Regions from separate parts of the Sus scrofa genome. Here all the other regions are linked to region 3. The links are chromatin contacts, called in public Hi-C maps. All regions are on one chromosome and are shown on one strand. Each heading gives the region's core, a stretch centred on a gene start, on an enhancer-like site or on the middle of the called end of the contact. The rest is flanking DNA. Distances are from core to core; before and after follow the strand shown. Region 1 holds the start of MFAP3L (microfibrillar-associated protein 3-like). Region 2 holds the start of NEK1 (serine/threonine-protein kinase Nek1). Region 3 holds the start of LOC100158040 (histone PARylation factor 1).

Region 1 (3,428 bases), core at 481-2,980, 190 kb after region 3:
GGACATTTCCAGCCACTCCTGTTATGAAATCTCGGTCACGTATAGGCTCGGCACAGAGCCCATGTGGGGAAATCATCTGGAGGATCTGGAATGAGGGCTGAAGCATCTCAGGCAAGAACAAACATTAAAAGGTACTCACAAGCCAATGAAAAGAGAATCACCTCAAAAGTCCACTAAGGTCTACGATGAACGCAAACAAGACATTTTGTAATAAGCTTAATAAATAAAACAATGGAACCCACTAAGAGGTAGTTATGGGAACCAGCTGGAGAGTTAAAGCTTTAGTTAGAGGTAGAACTAGTTCCTATTAGAATAAGGATTGTTTGCCTTCCTCCTAAAATCAGTAATCCTAAGCATGGTAATGGTAAGGATGTTTTATGAAGGAAAAAAGTGTTTTATAAATAACCAACAGAAATGGCGGTGGACCTACAAACTGCGTTCTCTATGAAAATAATATGCCCAGTAAAACTATGCTGTTCTTACTCCCTTCTGAAAATAAATTTTCTTCCATCTTGCATTTCCCCCTGACAATTTTACTATGTTCGTATAGTAGCAACTGAAAAAAAGTGTTTCATTTAGAAACAAAAGTGAGAAAACTTTTGCAAAAAACATTGAGCTTCTGCAACTACGTTTCCAAATCTTATTATAAAGCCAAAATAATGCAAAAAAAGATGGCTACAGTAATCCAACTTTTCTGTAACAAGCATACTTAAACACAATGACAATTCAACCATAATACATTATTTTCTACAGTGAGACGATAAGGGACCTGCAAACATTTTTCTTTTTTGCTAGCTTGCTTTATAAATCTTGCAACTTGCAAGCTCAAGTTTTTTGGAGGGGAAGACTGGTTAATGGTCGAGCTTAAAATAAATCAGCTCTGCAATTACTCTGTTTTTTAAGCCGATGAAGCATATTTCCCCATTCCACGCCAGGAAGCAATTCGATGTCAACTTGCTATGGAGTCAAATGCGACAAACTCCAAGAGCTCCAGCGGAGGCGGCGGCTGCCGGCGCCCACAGTTCCCCGCACCCCTGCGGCACTAGGACGCGGCGCCCGCCTGGCTCAGGACGTGCCACCCGCACTCAGGGCCTGCACCCCCCTCCTTGTTCTGGGGACACTGAGAGCCGGTGACCCAGGTGACCTATAGTCGGCGAAGGCCCCGCCGCGGCTTGGCGTTCCCTCTCCCCGGAGACCGGGAGGCTCCTCGGCAGCGTGCGGCGAATACCACGCTCCGAGTCGTAGGAGGGCTATAGCGGCAACCTGGGACACAGTGTCTCCAACCCGCCGCTGCCGGATGCTCCTGCAAGGATCCCGAAGCATCTTGCGACCCAGGAGGAGCCCGCCGCAGGGACCTGGGCGCCTCCCGGCGTGCAGCCCCGGCCGCGGGCTCCTTCAGCCCGAGTGCCCCAAAGTTGCGCGGCCCCGGCGCTGGCGGTGACTCGGCCACCACGCGGTGCGGGGCTCCCCGCCGCCCAAGCCCCCGCCCGCGCCCCGCCAGCCTAACCTGACGTCGCCTCGCCACCCCGGCGACCGCCGCGTGCTCCTCGCCATGGCCAGACCGGGAGCCGCGCCGCGCCGACGCCCGGCAACCTCTCCAGCGGCCGCCTCTGCCCCCGCGCCGGCGTGCGGGCTGCGGGCTGCGGGCTGCGGGCTGCAGAGCCTCGCTGAGCCCAGCCTCCCGGAGCAGAGGAGCAGCCGGGCGGAGCATGCCCAGTGCGCGCAGCGCGGCGCCGCCGGGTCTTCGCTGCAGCGCGGCGGGGCGGGGCGGGCGGCGAGGCCGGGGGCTGTGGACCGGCCCGCCGGGGAGGGGCCAGGGAGAGGGGGGCGGCCCCTCGGTCAGCGCGGCCCGGAGGCCAGACCCGGTGCCCAGCTCCCCAGCGGCGCCTGCCCTGGGCTGTAGTACGGGAGCCTCGGCAGTCTCGGGCGAGAGTTTCGGGAGAGGGTCCCGAGATCCCGCCTTGCGGGGTTCGGAACCCGGCCCTGGCCCGCGACTCGGACCTACCCCGAGCAGGGCCCCGGTGAGGCCGCGGTGCCCCCGCTTTCAGAGCCCCGCCGCGCGCGGAACCGCAGGAGCAGGACGTCCACCGGCGGTTTGCGAGCGGCGGGCTCGGGATTCTAGGCTTCTCCTATTGTGACTATTTGTAGTTTGTAAGTTTTTTTCTAGTGAACACTGTGGTGCTTTTTCATTAAGAGCGGCGATTTTTTCAAGGCGCCTGCAGAAGTTGAGCGGCCCGGCCCCGCAGTGTGAGCGGCCCCTTTCCAGACTGCAGGACTGCGCGTTCCTGGGCCCGGGACCCGCTCCTCCTCCCTCGGCTCCCCGGCCGGCCCCGCCCCGCCCCCGCCCATGCCCCGCCCTCCACTCCTGACCCCGCCCCTCCCCCGGCTGCGGCGAAAATCCGGAGTGGCGGATTGCCCTCTGCTCCGCGGGAGCCGGCTGTGGGCTCCTGCAGGAGCGGTGCCGGGGTGCGGCTGACGCCGCTCCGCGCTCCCTCTTCTCACTCTGTCCTGGGCGAGCCACGCGGGGCAGCGCCGCGACCCCAGCCGCCGGCCCTGCCTCAGAAGCGGGTCAGGACCCGACTGAGCATGCTCGCCCTCCAGCGCAGCGTGGCTCGACCAGGTGGACGCTGCCGGGACCCGGGGTCGGACCGCGCAGGGGAGGCGCAGGTGCGTGGTCCGGCCGCAGGTGCAGGGGACCTGGCTGGAAGGCGGGGGAGGGGCATCTGGCCTGCAGGTGAGTCACAGCCTGATAGGAACTGGAAATCCTATTTCAACGTTAGCTCGTAGAACTTTCAGCTCGTTTCTCTTTCAGGAAACCTAAACCCTTCATACTTTTCTCATACTTAACAAGCAGTCTTTACAATTGCACTAGGACACGAAATTTTTACTTTATTTTTTTCTTGCCAGAGACTAAGGTCTATGTCCTCGCTCCAGGGTCTTTCTGCACTGCCGCATTCCTTTTCCCTCAGGCAGTTCAGTCTCTGAGACTCCGCTTCGCATTCTCCCCAGAACCTCGCTCCACCTCGGATGCGCTTGAGGTGGGCATAGGAATTTGCTTCGAAGCCTGTAACGGAAAAGAAGACGGGAATGGAGGGCTTACAGGGAAGAGATTTCACAGGTTCTAGATGAATAAACTCAACCCAGACAGATGCTTTCAGGTGAGTGGGGTGTTGTCTGTTTCCTGGCGGGGGGAGGGGGCGCTGCCCTGCAAGGCTTGGTGCGATTGTTTCCCCCTCCGCCCCATCCCCTTTCTACCGCCAGGGTGGCTTCACTTCCATCCCTCTGCTTGTCCAGCCCCGGCTGGGTGCCAGCGTGCGTGGGGACACCACCTGTGGAGGAAGGTCACTCCTGGGCAGAGTTTGCTGCGAAGCTACTTTAGTAGCTTCCGCAGAACCCTGTCTTATGCTGGAGGCACCTGCATCCTCCTC
Region 2 (3,516 bases), core at 102-2,601, 130 kb before region 3:
TTAGAGGTAGGACACTAGACAGAGTAAAATTAACTTTGAATACAACGCTAATTTATTATTAAAATGACCTCAAAACAACTCCTGTGGCCAACTTCTGTAACCTTTAGTAAACGCCTAAAGGTGACTCAATGTGCAAAAACCTGTTATCCCACAAAATAGGCTCCTTACCTTTCAATATTAAAACAGATCTGTGGATCCTCTAATGTCAGACAAATCTACAGCAGAAACAAAGAACTAATTCTCTCCTTATCTGGCATCCCTCCATGGTGTCTACAATACTGCTGCATCATAAGAAAAGGCCATTACCAGCATATACTGGATATTACCTTCAACCCTTCATATGATTATTTCTGATGTAATTTACCATGGCAATAAAAACTCTTCCGCTTCTTGGGGACAGACCTTATATTAGAAAATAAAAATTAGGCCTGTATAAAAAAAAGTTACGATGAACTCTAACAGAACTTTTAATTCTCTACATACAGAAATTTTAAGCATGTAGAAATTATACATGAAGAAATTCTAAGAAATATAAATGACTTACCGGTAACAACACTTCTATTATTTTAAATCCATTATCACTGCAAGTTTTTAAATAATGTCAAAGAGTTGCTTAGTAACGCACACTGTTCCCTGGAGAATTAACACTGAAGAGATGCGGTTACTATTTCCCGTGCACTTCAGGTGAGGATCCCTGCAACCTCCACATCAGAAAGTCTAGACAAGGGCTCCCCGTTTCCAAAATGACTGCACTGTTCTGCACGTCGCCGCTTCCCTGAGAGCCACTCACCTTGGACCCAGGTCGTGGGCAGCAACGGCCGTGAGGGTCGATAGGCGCCGACCGTGTCGCCGTATTCCCGCGGGGTCAGCGAGGCAGAAGCACTCTCCCGCGGTCCAAAAAGGACATCCTGAAAAAGAACCGAGTTCGTGACCGCAGCGCCCGGCCCCGTCAGGAAGTGGCGGTGGGATCCTGCCGGTCCCCCACTGCAGCCCGCGCCGCCCGGGCCAACGCCCCGGGACACCGGTCCGCGCCACCGGGAGGCACAAACTGGCTTCCCAGCCCCTGGCAACGGCGGCGGGGGGAGTGCCCCGGGCGCCGCCCCCCAACTTCTCAGACGCGGCTGCCGGCGGCCTCACGAAGCAGACTCATTGGGTTTGGGGGCTATCTGCCGGCTTTTCCCCCGCGCCGCGCCACGCGGGCGCTGGACACCGGGCGACGCAAAGAAGAGCTGGGCAGTTCAAGCTCAGGACTCCATACCCGGCGCCCCAAAATCTGTAGCCAGTGCAGAGGGCGGGGCGTCCCCGGCGCGGCCGTGTGACGTCAGCGCGCGGGAGCCGACGCGGAGCGGGGGTGGCCGGGAAGGATGGGCGAGTCGTGGGTGGGGCGGGGCGGGGCGGGGCGGGGCGGGGCGGGGCGGGGTCTGGGTAGGACTGGGCCTGGGCGGGGCGGGGAGGGGCACTGCAGGTGCTTGAGGAGCGGAGTGGAGAGGTTCAGCCGGTTGGCTCCCTCGCGAGAGTGCAGCACAGAGGAGGGCCAGAACCTGCTAGAAAGTGGTATGGAGTAAAGCATATGATAAACTCGTGCATACACGTACTACAAAGAGAAAGGGACTTTTTTAACTTGGATGTTTTTTAGGATGCCACGTTTTGAAAACTAGTTTTGCTTTAAAAAGCAAGTTTTAGAGTTCCCATGTGGCTCAGCAGAGACAAACCCGGCTAGTATCTATAAGGAGGCGGGTACAATCCCTGGCCCCACCCAGTGGGTTAAGGATCCTTTGTGGAGAGCTGTGGTGTAGGCTGTAGTAGTCGCTCAGATCTGGTTGCTGTGGTTTAGGCCAGTAGCTGTAGCTCCAGTTCAACCCTTAGCCTGGAAATTTACGTTTGCTGAACCTGTGGCCCTTAAAAAAAAAGGCAAGCCTGAAGTGAAATAAGTCAGAAACAAGTACTGTATGTTATCACTTCCATGTGGAATCGAAAAAAAATAATACAAACTAATGAATACAACAAAAAGGAAACAGACTCATGGATGTAGAGAACAAATTAGTGGTCACCAGGGGGAGGGCTATGAGAAAGGTATGGGTATAGACACAATTGCTATATAAAATAAATAAGATACTATTGTACAGCACAGAGGAATATAGCTATTATTTTGTCATAACTATAAATGAAGTATAACATAAAAATTTTGAATCACTATGTTGTACATCTGAAACATATAATATTGTACATCAATTATACCTCAATGAAAAAAATAAATAGAATGTTTTTTAAAGCAAGCGTAGCAGTTCTCTTGTGGTTCAGTGGGTTAATGTTCCAGTGTTGTCACTGCAGCAGCTTGGGTCACTGCTATCACTCTGGTTTGATCCATGACCAGGGAATTTCCCCATGGCATGGGTGCAGCCATAAAAAATGAAATTAAAAATAAAATAAAAGCAAGCCTATTCTTAGTCTGTCTTGGATGGTTGAAGCAAGAAACTATTTTTAGGTCTCAAAAAAATTAAGTACAATGTGATTTAAAAAGAAAAAATTTTAAAAAAACTAATAAATATAATTTTCTACACTATCATATCTAATAGGTTCTGCCCGTGTATTGAAAGATTTAGTAGTCTAACTACCTTTCTTCATTGCAAGACTTTCAAAGATAGAGACAGTCTTTTCTGTAATAACGGATCATGCGCAGTGTCACCCTGGGTAGCCCTTTGGCTAAACTGCCTTCCCTAGAGTAATCCCAAGATACTGGAGAATCCAAACCTGAAGCTGAAGGAGGATGATGGTGTATCCACCTTAGTTACCCTCCAGGTTGTATGTGTTGTATGTGGCATGGAGGAGTTTTGCCAGAGGCCTCAGGTGTAAATGATTCAGATCTTTGCTACCAAGAAATCTGCTTCCTTCTCTCTCACCAAAACACCAAGGACTGAGACCTTTCTGGGTTCCCCTGCCAGTCTGGCTTAGTCGTGCTTAAACGAGATGCTTTATTGCTGGCATGGAAATTGAACTCTTTTTGCCTCTTTGCCAGAAGATGGCACTGCAAGTCATCCAACCTGGCAATCTGGGGACGTCTGCTTTAGTATGCCCCCTTAGTCTCCCTGCAAAAGACCTGTTTTCCTCATTTCCTGACTTCTAGGTTAACCTCCTGTGTCCCCGCCCACCCCCAGTTAGTAGGAATTTTGTCTTAATGCACAGTAATTCCAATTCCACCCACATTCCTTTGTACAGCAAAGCAATGTGAAAACGTTGCCATTGCTAATCTAAGTAAATTCCTCTTTGCAGCTTTCATGAAGAATGATTAGTCAGATACTTCTTTAGGCTCCTATCATAAACTGTTGGTGAGCACATAAACTGCTGTTGTCTTTGCAGAAGGAATGCTACCAATAGGCATATCCTTGACAGCATATTCACTTCTAAGACAAGTGGGCAGAGATACATATACAAGGTAACCATCAGTGTTTATAAGCAAAAAAATTCACAACCCTCTAAGTGTCTAACCATAAGAAATTGACTGAATACATTGCAATA
Region 3 (3,687 bases), core at 62-2,561:
AACTTATCAAGTCCTGATCCATCCTCCCTTCCGTTTTTCTAATTGTCTTTGGTTAGACTTTCAAAGACTGGCTCAAACTTAAGATGTTGAAAAGAAAAGCCTTAATCTACTTTGCTGAAAGACAGTTTTGCTTGATGGTTAGGCTGCTAGGGTTGATTCCTGACTCTTCCCATTTCCACCTCTGTCACCTTGGGCAAGTTACTGAACTTCTCTGTGCCTTTTCTAATCTAGAAAGAAAAGGAATATGTAGTACCTATATCACAGGGTTGTTACAGGCATAAATCATTTGCAAAAATACACAGAACAGTCCTAGCACGTAATACATATCTAAATGCTGGCTATTACTGTTAGCTACAGTATCTTATAGACTTATCTTTATTTCTGATGCTTTATTTCTAACACTAACACTCTGTCAAAGCAGTTCACCACCTCTTAAACGGAGCTAAGTATATTTCAGCTCTGCCTTACCTCACACACTAGTTCAGCATCTCCAAATCCCCAATAACTACAGTTCAGGACGGCTGTCCCCTATCCTTTACCCTGGGTTCCTAAAAAGCGGGGCCAGGGAAGAGAAGCCAGAAGAGAATCCACCAAACGGCTGGTGGACAGCACTCCCGCACCTGCTCATCCCGTCCAGCTGACAAAGTGGCCAGAAGATGTTTTGCAAACTTTTACTTCTTCTCCGCCCGCCTGTCCTCCCTGCACTTGCAGGGGTGACAGAAGGGGTGTGGGTGCGGGGAAACCTGAGCGGACGCCCCAACATCGTCAGAGTCTCCCCGTCCCCAACCCACTCCCTCCAGGCCGAGCTGGCGCCGCATCCCTGCCTTCGAGATCGGCTCCTTACTCCCGGGCGACCTCGGCTCCTTCTACACGCGGCGAGGCGGCCGGACTGCAGGGCTCAAGGGCAGGGGGCTGAGTCAATCTGCCCTGGGGACCCTGACAATGCCAACCCAACCCCCAGGGAGGCCCTCGGGCGGTAACCCGCCTAAAGAGGAAGGTTCAGGGCCTTGTCAACTCGGCCCCCGAGATGTGTGAACCCGCCCCCGGAGGACGCAGAGAGGCAAGACGCCGCTCTCTGCTCCGACCTCGGCGCCTGGTGACCCTCCAGGCCGGGGATAAACGCACCACCCTTGGACCGAGGCCGCCCAGCCTCCGCGCCGTACCTGCGAGCCCTCCCCGCCAGGCCTTCGCTTCCTGCCGCTGCCCACCATTCTGTCCGCCGGGCTGGCGGAAGCCTTCCGTTCAGAGCCCGCGCACCACCCACTACTTCCGGTTCAAGGGCCACCCACCGCCTCCGGGCGCGGCAGTGCGCGCTAATATAAGGAAGGCCCCGCCCCCGCCCCGCCCCCGTGCCCGAGCGGCATCCGAGGCTCCGCCCACCCCTCTTGCCCAGCAGCTGCGCTCTCCGTCTGCGCGTGCGCATCCCGCGGGGCTGACCTGTCAGAGCACCTGTCAGAGCATCTCTGCCGGCGCGGTGGCCCAGGACCTGGACCCTGAGGCGGTCGCCTTCCTCCCGAAGCCTCACTTGGGCGGGGCCGTATTGTTTGTATCGTTTAAAAAATTCATCTTTCAACCTCTTCCCTACCATGTTTTTCTTTTCCAGCACTGATTCTTCTTCATTGTGTTGAAAATTACAAAATCTCTTTTTTTTCCCTCTTTTCTTATTAGGGCTGGTGGGTTAAGGGTCTGGCTTTGTCACTTCTGTTGACTCTGGTTACAGCTGTGGCGTCGGTTCAGTCTCTGGCCTGGGAATTTTCCCATGCCACAGGTGTGGCCAAAAAAAAAAAAAGGCGTTTCCATTGTGGCACAGCGGAAACGAATCTGACTAGGAACCAGGAGGATACGGGTTTGCTCCCTGGCCTGGCTCAGTGGGTTAAGGATTGGCGTTGCTGTGAGCTGTGGTGTAGGTCACAGATGTGGCTCAGATCCTGCTTTGCTATAGTTGTGGTGTGGGCCAGCGTCTACAGCTCCAATTAGATCCCGAGCATGGGACCCTCTATATGCCCCGGGTGCAGCCCTGAAAAGACAAAAAAAAAAAAAGACGTTTTTGTTTGTGATGATGCTGGTGGACTTCTATAGGAAAATGTTCTGTATGAAAAGAAGTGAGGAGTTATCTTGTGGTGCAGCAGGTATAGCCAAAACCAACAAACTGAACAAACAACAACAACAAAAAAAAAAACAAACAAGCGAAGGAGTTCCCTTTGTGGCATAGTGGTAACAAACCCGACTAGTATCATGAGGACATGGGTTCAATCCCTGGACTTACTCAGTGAGTTAAAGATCTGGTGTTGTATAGGTCGGCAGCTGCAGCTCTGATTCGGCCCCTAGCCCGGGAACTTCCAGATGCTGTGAGTGCAGCCCTAAAAAGAAAGAAAACAAATAAACCAAAAAAAAAAAAATTGGTGATTGACAGGACCTCTGATTTCCCCTGAAATAGTTATTATATTATATTTTATTTTAATTTTGGTCTTTTCTAGGGCCTAACCTTTGGCATATGGAGGTTCCCGGGCTAGGGGTCAAATCCAAGCTGTAGCTGCCGGCCTACACCAGAGCCACAGCAACGGGGGATCCGAGCCACATCTGTGACCTACACCACAGCTCACGGCAACGCCAGATCCTTAACCCACTGAGCGAGGCCAGGGATCGAACCTGCAACCTCATGGTGCCTAGTCATATTCGTTAACCACTGAGCCACGACGGGAACTCCTAGTTATTATATTTTAAAATATATGTTTCGTTAGAAGTATATGTAAAAGAAAATAGAGACCTGATTCTGTAGTATTCTAAAGAGAGAGGATTCGCACATGGACTACCAGGCCTATATAGTGACAAGTAAAATCAGTCAAATATTATCGTTGTATAGTTGAGGGTTCTCAGACCCAATGAAATGCTCAGATAGAAAAGATCCTAAAGACAATAGAGATTGGGAAACAAACACTGCAACATTAGTAGTTACGAAACAGATATCACTTTTAGACCTAAAATCACTGGGTTTACTATTTAGGGATAGACCTATAAGTGAAACATGGATTAACAAAAGGCAATGAAAATGGGATCAAGAATTCCTCTGCATTCTTCATGGAATACTACTCAGCCATAAGAAGAATGAAATAATGCCATTTGCCGCAACATGGATGCAATTAGAGATTCTCATACTAAGTGAAGTAAGTCAGACAGAGAAAGTCAAAAACCATATGATATCACTTATATGTGGAATCTAAAATATGACAAAATTGGAGCTCCCATTGTGGCTCCGAGGGTTAAGAACCTGATTAGTATCCATGAGGTTGTGGATTTGATCCCTCAGGGGGTTAAGGATCTGGTGTTGCCACAAGCTGTGTTGCTGTGGCTATGACTATGGTAGGCAGCTCCAATTCGATCCCTAGCCTGGGAACTTCCATATGCCACAGGAGTAGCTATAAAATGAAAAAAAAAAACACCAAAATATGACACAAATGAACTTATCTATGAAACAGGAATAGACTCACATAGAGAATAGACTTGTGGTTAATGGGGTGGGGTTGAGGGGGGCGGGGCAGGAGGGAAGGATTGAGAATTTGGGATTAGTGGATGCAAACAGTATATATAGGATGGATAAATAAGTTCCTACTATATTCAATATGCTGTGAGGAACCATAATGGAAAATAATATGGAAAAAAATCTATATAACTGAATCACTTTGCTGT

Evidence for each region. A called contact is a pair of places that touch in the nucleus more often than the background predicts.
Region 1: a Hi-C map of heart right ventricle shows a contact between it and region 3, with 3 times the contacts expected there. The contact joins the promoter of MFAP3L here to the promoter of LOC100158040 in region 3. A contact is called at or near these places in 1 of 5 promoter capture datasets (liver) and 2 of 47 Hi-C or Micro-C datasets (embryonic fibroblasts and heart right ventricle).
Region 2: a contact with region 3 is called in a Hi-C map of embryonic fibroblasts, with 4 times the contacts expected there. The contact joins the promoter of NEK1 here to the promoter of LOC100158040 in region 3. A contact is called at or near these places in 2 of 5 promoter capture datasets (fetal liver and liver), 8 of 47 Hi-C or Micro-C datasets (alveolar macrophages, blood, embryonic fibroblasts and 4 more) and 1 of 2 datasets of contacts at active chromatin or transcription factors (alveolar macrophages).

Annotation. Positions count from the first base shown.
Region 1 is chr14:19,823,438-19,826,865 of Sscrofa11.1, reverse strand. It overlaps MFAP3L (microfibrillar-associated protein 3-like), which reads right to left and starts at 1,730. Exons shown (of 4, transcript XR_002338663.1): 1 at 1,508-1,730.
Region 2 is chr14:20,142,466-20,145,981 of Sscrofa11.1, reverse strand. NEK1 (serine/threonine-protein kinase Nek1) reads right to left here and starts at 1,351. Exons shown (of 33, transcript XM_021072853.1): 1 at 1,259-1,351; 2 at 791-908.
Region 3 is chr14:20,011,878-20,015,564 of Sscrofa11.1, reverse strand. LOC100158040 (histone PARylation factor 1) reads right to left here and starts at 1,311. Exons shown (of 8, transcript XM_021073226.1): 1 at 1,164-1,311. The coding sequence starts at 1,211.